Regions from separate parts of the Mus musculus genome. Here region 1 is linked to region 2. Evidence: chromatin contacts called from public promoter capture Hi-C data. All regions are on one chromosome and are shown on one strand. Each heading gives the region's core, a stretch centred on a gene start, on an enhancer-like site or on the middle of the called end of the contact. The rest is flanking DNA. Distances are from core to core; before and after follow the strand shown. Region 1 has its middle 27 kb from the start of Zdhhc19. Region 2 overlaps Pak2 (p21 (RAC1) activated kinase 2).

Evidence for each region. Promoter capture Hi-C pulls out the DNA fragments that hold promoters and counts their contacts.
Region 1: a contact with region 2 is called in a promoter capture Hi-C map of liver, with 1.9 times the contacts expected there. The contact joins two enhancer-like sites. A contact is called at or near these places in 1 of 39 promoter capture datasets (liver), 1 of 15 datasets of contacts at CTCF or cohesin (the NIH/3T3 cell line), 1 of 115 datasets of contacts at active chromatin or transcription factors (embryonic stem cells) and 1 of 9 other capture datasets (adipose tissue).

Annotation. Positions count from the first base shown.
Region 1 is chr16:32,520,743-32,525,710 of GRCm38.p6, reverse strand. No RefSeq gene overlaps it. Among named protein-coding and RNA genes, the nearest start is that of Zdhhc19, 27 kb to the right of the region's middle. Within about 2 kb of position 1,645, at least 115 of the 459 cell types and tissues checked have an H3K27ac peak or open chromatin away from gene starts, as enhancers often do. A contact at or near this core is called in adipose tissue and liver, where this site is marked.
Region 2 is chr16:32,057,093-32,061,870 of GRCm38.p6, reverse strand. All of the region lies in intron 1 of Pak2 (p21 (RAC1) activated kinase 2), which reads left to right. Among named protein-coding and RNA genes, the nearest start is that of Gm26419, 6.4 kb to the left of the region's middle. Within about 2 kb of position 2,855, at least 109 of the 459 cell types and tissues checked have an H3K27ac peak or open chromatin away from gene starts, as enhancers often do. A contact at or near this core is called in adipose tissue and liver, where this site is marked.

The sequences.
Region 1 (4,968 bases), core at 396-2,895, 470 kb before region 2:
CTCTATGGGCCAAGCATACAAACATGTGAATCTATGGAGGCCACACCTATTCAAACCATCACAGTTGGTAACATCCCTGCCGTGCAAGCAATGAGGCCCTAAAGTCAGCTCCCCAGCACCCACATAAAAACTGGGTCCAGTGGATCTGTGGCCCCAGAGCTTGGGGGGCAGGAGAGACAAGCCGATGTATGGGGTTGATTGACTGACTAATGAGTGAGTTCCAGGTTCAGTTAGAGACCCTATTTAAAGCAGTGAGGTGGAGTGGAGACAAGGATACCAGTTGACCTAGACCTCTGGCCTCCTCATGGACATGCATGCACACACAACTGCATGCACAGCTGGACACATCCATAGGATATGCACATACACACCCACACAAGAAATAACACTCATATAATAAAGAATATTAGAACAAACCCATTGCCTGCCCAAGAAACAGAAGACTGCGGCTGGTAATGTAGCACAGTGGTAGAGTATGGCTTAGCCCTGTGACTGAATCCCAGGCTAAAAAATACTTTAAAAATGAGAAAGACTAGGCCGGGCAGTGGTGGTGCACGCCTTTAATCCCAGCACTTGGGAGGCAGAGGCATGCAGATTTCTGAGTTCGAAACCAGCCTGGTCTACTAAGTGAGTTCCAGGACAGTCAGGGATACACAGAGAAACCCTGTCTCAGAAAAAAACAAATGAGAAAGACTATCAAGGCATGTTAAGGCCCCACCCATCCCCCACCCCCATCGATGCCCACAGGTAACCACTATTCCAAGTTTAACTTTTATCCCTTACACTTTTATCCCTTACACTTTCCTGGACTCATAGCTTTAGGCCTCCAGACATTTTATTAGTGCTGCCATATTTGTCTTTATTGTTACAGACTGAACTGTATCCCTTCAGACAGGTGGGTTAGGAGTTGTAACCATAACCAGGTACTTCAGAACGTGACTTTATTTGGAGATGGGGTCTCTGTGGAGGCTCATAAGTTGAAACAAGGTCATTGAATGGGCCCTAATCCAATATGACTGGAGTCCTTACCAAAGCAGGAAACGTGGACTTGGAGGGGCTTCTGAAGTCTACTGTGGGGCTGCCAGAAGCCACACCCTACCCCAGAGCCTTCCCAGGTGGCTCTGCTGGCCCTGTGGCCCGGGGCTGGGCTCCCAGTCTCCAAAACAGTTGGGTGAGCAGTCAGTGGGCAATGTACTGTTACAATGCGTCATCATACCTCATTCTGTACTGCTCTGCCCTTGAAACTGGCTTGCAAGTGAAGCTGAGGTGATTCATTTTCTGTGCCAGATCCCATTACGATACACCACGATGTCTCCATTTGTCCTTGAAAAGCTACATGGCTTGATTACAGAGGTTTTTAAATTATTCATATCTGTGTACTCCCGGCTAGTCTGCAGCCTCAGACAGGGTTGTTTAGGGGTTCTTTGTTCTCATGGGGAAAGGAGTTGTCCTGTCTCTTGTCCTGTTAATACCCCAGGAGCTCAAGTACCTCTGGGGTAAAGAGAGCAAACACAAGCCCTAAGTGGGTAGGAGCAGCCAAGCAATAACACTTGGCAGGATAATTCACTGGCTCTCCCTAGGGAGTGGGGCTGACAGCTGCGGCAGGCAGTGAGTGTCCTCTCTGCCCTGCATGCTCCTGAGTACTGGGTTAAACCCTCCTTTTATGTTTGCCTATCTGACGAGTGACATCCGAGTGTACTTTTGGTGTCTAATAAAGTCCTGACGTGTTTCCTGGCAACACCTGTTCTGTTTACACAAGACACCCACTCGCTCTTCCTCAACTTTACCCTATTCTTAGGCATTCTTTATATAAGCATTGCATGAGTGTCATGATTGTCCTTATACATGTCTTTTTGTTATATTTATGGTGTCCCTTTATGAACACAAGCTCCTCTTTCTTCTTAAATACTTTCCTGCGCCTCCTCCTCTGCAGTTAAAGGTTCACAGCCAAACTGACCAGAAGACACAGAGGGTCCTGAAACACCTTCTGGAGGAATCCTTCATGCTCCTTGAAGCACTCTCTGGCTAGGAGACAGAGCTTAGGCAAGCCTTGGCTGGGTGCCTGCTATCCTGGCCATAAGTCACTGGGAGAGGCTCAGGGCAGACCAAGCAGGCCAAAGGAGCTTGCAGAAAAGCTTAGAAGTAGCAGAAAGACCTGCTCAGGATCTTGATTGTAGAGGTGGCTTTATAGGTGTGTACACGAAACACCAAAATTGACTTTAAAATTAAAATCGAACAACTTTTTTTTACAATGTTATTTTTTCATTATTGTGTGTGTGCTCACACATGCATGTTGAGTATATATGTAGTGTACACATGTGTATAGTGGATGCTTACAGAGAGCAGAGGAGACTTTTCAATCTCTTCCCCATTCTTTTTGTTTTTTGAGACAGGATTTCTCAGTAGAACCTTGGCTGTCCTGGAACTCACTCTGTAGACCAGGCTGGCCTCAGACTCACAGAGATCTGCCTGCTTCTGCCTCCCAAGAGTTGGGAGTGTACCACCACCACCCGTCTTTTTTTTTTTTTTTAAATTGTGCATGTGCGCATGGCATGCCCTCTAAGGTGGTGGCACACTCCCATGTCACACATAGAAGTCAGAGTGTTAAGCATGAGGCTCACGAGAAAAGAACAAATCCATGGTTGTCCAGTTAAAGCTAGCTGTATTTTAGGGTACACCTGGGACTGGCCAGCTGGCTGTCTCACCCTAAATCAGGATTTGAGAGAGCAGCCTCTGCTGGCCTCTTGAAGTCCTTTTTATAGGACAGATAAGGTATCCACAGGGGTGAGAGAGTCAGCTGTTATCCACTGTAGAAAGAATCAAGGGAAGGGAAGGAACGGGGTAAGAACGGATCCTGTGAATACACAAAAGTTTAGTGTAAGCTGAAAAACTCGTTTTACGGTTTATATCAGACTAAGAAACAGGAACTTGCTTTTAACTACAAACAGAAACCTTAACTTGCAAGGACTTAACACAAGACAAATAAAATTTGTTCTTTAACTACAAACAGAAACCTTAACCTACACAGGGCAAATAGGAACTTATTCTTAACTATCTTAACTGCAAACAGAAACCTTAGCCTGCAAGGTGAATTGTTCCTGTCTGGGTCTCCCATGAACTTGCAGAGCATATTGTTCCCAACTCAGACTGGACAATATTTTTTTAATGTAATATTTTTTAATTTAAATTAAATGCTTAAAAATTTTAAATGTTAACTGTCTTTGTTATTATGATGTGCACACGTGTGTGTAGAGTTTCTGCATGAATGCGGTGGACATCTGTAGAGATCAAGGGTTAGAGTCAGGATGCCTTTTCAACCACTTCCCCATCTTATTTTTCTTTTGGGGGAAAAAAATAGTGTGCATGTGCATAATGTACACTATGAAGAGGGTAGCACACTCCACAGTCATGTAGAGGCCAGTAGGGTCGTTTCTCTCTTTCCACTATTGCATGGGTTCTGAGAAGTGAGCTCAAGTATCAGGGGTTTGTTTGTTTGTTTGTTTGTTTGTTTGTTTGTTTGTTTGAGATAGGGTTTCTCTGTGTAGTCCTGGCTGTCCCGGAACTCACTCTGTAGACCAGGCTGGCCTCGAACTTACAAAGGTGTACCTGCCTCTGCTTCTCAAGTGCTGGGATTAAAGGTGTGTGCCACCATATTCCTCTAAATTGCCAGATTTTCAAGGCAAATACCTTTACCTGTGAGCCATCTCACAGGTAAACTTGTTATTTAAGGTACTGTCTCTCACCGAACCTGGAGCTCACCCTTTTGGCTGGAATAGCTGGATGGGGAATCCTGATCCATTTGTCTCTGTCCTCCAGCAGTGGGGTCACAGGTGTGCCAATCAGGGCCTCAGACTCACACAGAAGGCGCTCGCCTACGGAGCCCTAGCCTCCTGTATACTTCCAATGCATATAGTTTAAGCAACAATAAAGCTCAGTAAGGTGGCTAAAATTTACAAAAGTAGCCGGGCAGTGGTGGTGCACACCGTTAATCCCAGCACTTGGGAAGCAGAGGCAGGTGGATCTCTGAGTTTGAGGCCAGCCTGGTCTACAGAGGACAGACAGGGCTACACAGAGAAACAAAACAGCAACAGTAAACAAAATAACAAGAAGAAGCAAGAGCAGGCAACAGTTGTCAGAAATGTTTATAGAAAGAAGACAGGCAGCCTCCAGAGTAGTGGCACATGTTTGCAATCCAGGTACTTGGCACTGACACAGGAGGGTCTTGACTTTGAGGTCAGCCTAGGCAACATTGTAAGATCCTGTCTCAATAAAGCTACAAGGAGGAGGGAAAGGGAAGAAGAAATGAGGGGGTTGAGGGAGTGTTCCTAAAATATTCACAGGATTCATCTCTGATCACAAGATTACGAAAGATTTTAATTTTCCTCTTTCGGTTTTTGATGCTCTAAAATTTTTTCAAAGTATATCTGGGCAATGAGGTATATTCTGTAGTCCCAGTTGCTCAGGAAGCTGAGGCAGGAGGATTATTTGAACCCAGGAGTTTGAAGCTAATTTTGGCAACATCATAAGACATTAGTTTAAAAAAAAATAACAACAGCGATAACAACAACCAAAACTAAGACATGTTCAGCTTCTGTAATAAGAAATACAAAAGCATTAATTTGAAAACAAAAGCAATTTAGTAAGTTCAGAGATTTTTGTGATCAGCAACAGCAGCCATTAAAAGGGCTTGCGTGTGGGTTGCTGTGTGTGACAGAGCTGTGATAATAAGACGCAGTCTTAGGCTTGATGGTCCTGCCTTAGCTCTGCTACCGGCTGCTACATGGCCTTAGATTGGTCAGGTTCTCGGTTAGTTTCTATAATTCAGAAGTCTCTTAGCAGTCCCACGGCACAGCAAAGGCTGGGGAGTTATATACAGCCACTTCACACATTGTCTTAGCTTCAAGGCACTAAAGCGAATACAAGGGGATTTTAGAAAAGCTTTGCTTAGGGTGTGTGTGTGTGTGTGTG
Region 2 (4,778 bases), core at 1,606-4,105:
CACAGTGCCAAGCCTCAGCTGCTCTGCTCAACTCCTTCATGCCTTCAAAACCAGTACCACCTGGGTGACCCTTACACGTTACCAAGTCCAGCCAGAGCACAAGGTACAACTTTGGCTATATCTGGAACGCAGCCACTGTGCTCTCAGAAAACACTTCCCAGAAGATGTCACCTCAATGATGCTGGTCTCTTCTTAATCACCGCTAATTTCTTAGCTCCAGCTAACCAGCATCAAAAGTCCCAGTAATGCAAAGTTTTTGCTTTAGTAGTTCTGGTATCTTGTTAATCACAGCTGATTCTTCAGCCCCAGCTATGTTGGGAGCCTTTCTATCTATCCTCCCTCTGCAAATCTATAAAGTTAGTGTCTTCCCCACAGGAGTAGAGAGCTCAGAAGAGGAATAAAATACATCATATTAGGTAATGTAGTGGCAGTGTCCTAATTTGGTCAGTATGTTTAATATGCAATGCAGAAAGTTCCCATTGTAGTTATCATTGAATGTGTAAAGACAAGATGAAAGTTAGCAGTCACTACTCAGTTCTGGTCGTCTGGCAGCTCACAACAGTCTGTCTGTAACTCCAGATCCAGGCAATCTAACCCCCCACAACCCCACCCCCGCCGACTTCCACCAGCACTAGGCATGCATGGGGTGCACACACACACACACACACACACACACACACACACGTATACATATATATGCAGGCAAATATTTGTACACAGAAAATAAACCTTAAAAAGTAGCATGGTCAAGCATACCTGTAATCCTGGCACTTGGAAGATGAAGGCAGAAAGACAGAAGTTTGGGACTAGTGAGATGGCTCAGTGGGTAAGAGCACTGACTGCTCTTCCAAAGGTCCTGAGTTCAAATCCCAGCAACCACATGGTGGCTCATAACCACCCATAATGAAATCTGACACCCTCTTCTGGTGTGTCAGAAGACAGCCACAGTGTACTTATGTATAATAAGTAAATCTTTGGGCCGGAGTGAGCAGGGACTGGGCGAGTGGAGTTGACCGGAGCGAGCACGATTGACTGGAATGAGCAGATGTCCTAAATATTCAATTCCCAAAGTAGGTAGGCTCCTAATGTAGTAGGTTGAGAATTAGTGGTCTGTAATAAATGGCCCACTCACTCTATCTATTTTCAGTTTGTTTTTGGATTCACTAAAATCTTGTTTTATTTACTAGCATTTGTTTGTATACTAAATTTTTAAAACTTTTGCTTTTACATTTATTTGATTTGTATATGTATGTGTGTGGAGGTCAGAGGAAAATTTGTACATGGTGTAGCATTCCTTCCACCATGTAGTTTCTGGAGATGGAAAGAACCAGGTTGTCAGGCTTGGCAGAAAGTATCTTTGCCCATAGAGCCATCTCCCTGGCCCCATGACATAAATCTTTTGATCAGTCCCATGAACTTGTGTTTGTCTGAGTTCCTTACAAGTCTTCTCTGCGTTCCTACACCTCTCTGCATCAAGTCTTTGCTTTGGAGCTTTGCCATCTTGGCCTGATGTTCTGACTGGCATACTCTGGTGAACACTTCCTTTCCAGTGTGGGAGCCTCTGACTCAGTGTATGGCCGCACCTGCAGGTAGTCGGGGCTCGTTCTCATCTGTACTTAAGCTCACAGAGGTTCGTAAGGTTTGGGATGCCATGGTGTCAGTGTAGAAAGAGATTGTTAGAGTTCTGGTCAGTGTTGTTATATTAGTAAGTTCCTGAAAACATAAAGTAAAATTTTGCATCATGAACCATGTTTTCTGGTAATGTGTTTTTCACTTCTGTGTCATAGCTGATCCCAGTAGATAATATAAATTCATTTCCACTAGTTAGACTGACTGAGTCCAGACACCACTTCCTTATTTCTGTCGTGTATTTAGCTACTTCTGGTCTTCTTCAGAACACAATTGAGGAATTGTGTTGAGGCTCATCACAGTTAAACAATGGGCCTCTTAGAGAGTACAGTGTGTTTTGGCACACTTTTTGTTTTGCCTACTTGTTTGTTACTGAAAAGTATCAAAAAGTGAAAGGATTGGAGAGAGGCACTACTTACTTTTTTTTTTTTCATACAGCATTTTTGAGTAGTGGTAAAACAATATAGGCTATATTATCATTTTATTATGAAGTGTGTTTGACTTGGTTTGGGGACAGGATTTCATGTATCTTAGGCTGTGTTCAATTATTTTTTTTCTTAAAGATTTATTTATTTATTTATTCATTCATTCATTTTTATGAATATGAGTATACTGTACTATATATACAGTATGTATACAGACAGTATGCTGTCTTCAGACACACCAGAAGAAGCCATCAGATCCCTCTTCACAGATGGCTGTGAGCCACTGTGTGGTTGCTGGGACTTTTTGAAGAGCAATTGGTGCTCTTAACTGTTGAGCCAGCTCTCCAGCCCTGTGTTCAACTCTTCATGCATCCAAGAATGACTTTGAAGTTCTTGCCTCCAACCTCTCTGTGGTAGGATGCATGCGCCCCTTGTCTGGTTTTGTACAGTGCTAGGGACTGACTACCACTAAGCAGGCACTCTTTACCAACTAAGCCTCATCTCCAGTCCTGTGAGTTGTTTTTGTGTCTATTGTACCTGTCTAAAATATAAGGTTAAAGAATTTTATTGGGACCTTACCAGGCACTTTTTAGGCACTTAACACTGTCTGTAGGAGCAGTGCACAAAAAGCTGCGTTGTGGGAAAGAGACTAAGGCCATAAGTCAGCAGTGAGGGGCAAGTACAAGCTTTTCAAAGGTAACCCTGTTAGTGTGACCTGCTTTATCTGTGTCTAGTGAACGGCTGGGTGAGAAAAGGACTGCTACATTCAGGAGGGATAGGCTTCACTGGGGAGCAGAGCATGGTCAACATGAGTCAGTCGGCAGTCCTGTCTAAGGTATGCACAGTCCTTGCCCTTTGGGCTGAGTGAACTTGGGGGAGAAAAGTGACGTAAGTTATTGACTAATTGTCACAGTTATAATTCAGTTCCGGAAGTCATCCAGCACACTGGATTAGTATAGAGAAAAGCATGAGGAATGTTGGTTTTCTAACATATAATTTAATATCAGAATTTATGTAAGGTAGGGATCTTCTACTGCTATACTCCACGGTTTTTATAAGGCTTGGGGTCTGGTACTAGGATTAGATCTGTGTCATGTTTTAGGTAAGTCTCTTACTTCTTGATACTCGCCTGTGAAATGTGGCAGGTAATGTGTGTCAAAGTAATGCCCCAGAGCAAGTAGCGAGTGTGAAGGAAAGAAGAGCTGCGGGACTCAGAGGGAAGTAAGAATGTTCTCATCTCTCGGTTCTCAGGTTATAGCTGCTTTTCTCCAAGTCCTAGAATTTGAGCTAACTTGAAGAAATAAAGTTTATTTTAAATTTTGTGTGGATTTAGTTGGCCTCATTTTTATTGTAGATAAAAGTTTTCTCACAAAAGATCAAGATTCAATTACCATTCAATACCTTGTTTACTGAGGAGTTGTTTGATTTTCTAACATACGTACTTTTACATCAGAATTTATGTAAAGTAGGGATCTTCTACCACTGTCCTCCACAGTTTTTATAAGATGGATGAGAGCTCAGATGGTCAGGGTAGCTGTCTCCAAGCCTCATGACCTGAGTCTGATCCTCAGGACCCACACAGAAAGGAGCAAATTCACTGTTTCAAGTTGTTTGCTGACCTAACATACTCCTTCATGTGCATCCTGAATGGATGGATGGATGGATAGATGGATGGATGGATGGATGGATGATTTAAAAGCAAAAATAGGTCTGGAGAGATGGTTTGGTGGGTAAAACACGCCAAGCTAGTGTCAGGGCCTTAGTTTGGATCCCCAAAACCCATGTAAAGCCAGATATAGTAGTACATATTCCTGGTGTTCCTATAACAAGAAGAGAGAGATGGAAACAGGAGAATTCCTCAGAAACTCATGAGCCAGATAGCCTGGCATGCACAGCGGTAAATGAGACCCTGGCTCAAAACATGGAAAGCAAGGGCTTATCCATGAAGTTACCATTTGACCTCCAAATGTGTGCTTACACATTCTCAAGAAGATTAAATAACAAAGACAAGGGGACTAGATAGCTTCTTCCAGAGGACAAAGTTCAGTTATTGGCACCTACATTAGGTGACTCACAGCCTCTAGTAACTCCAACTCCAGTGGATCAGATGTCTTCTTTTGGCTACCTCGAGCAACCCCACACAGGCAAAACTCACACAAGCACACACACATAATTTTTTTAAATATAAAAGACAAAATATATATCTATACATGAATGCAAGTAGAGTTAAAATATCCACCAAGATAGCTATGAGAGAGATGTCACCTGTCTATCTGAGCAGAGCATTAAAAGGTGACAGGCAGTCTTGGCATTACAGCCACACTGCCTTATTAAAATGAACTCTAATGTCCAAAAACTGTTATTTTGTGTTTGTACCACAGTAAGAGCCAAGATTTTAAGCTCTACTCAAAACAAAACAAAACAAACAAAAAGACTTTTTATCTATTTATGTTCATTAAAAACTAATAGTGATATATTATTTTAAAATGTCATACACAAAAATTAATTGATTGTGCTGTTTGTTAATATATTTGGAGTTATTTAAAATTCATATTGAGAAAAATGTATGTATTTTCAGTTACTGTAGACAAACATCTACATAAGACTGTTCAACTGATTGTTGTTTTATATCAAACAACTTTTATAATACTCATTTTTATTGTTAAAATATTTTATAAATTTTAAAGAATATGGTAAAAAAAGGTATTGCAGGTTTTGAAGGGG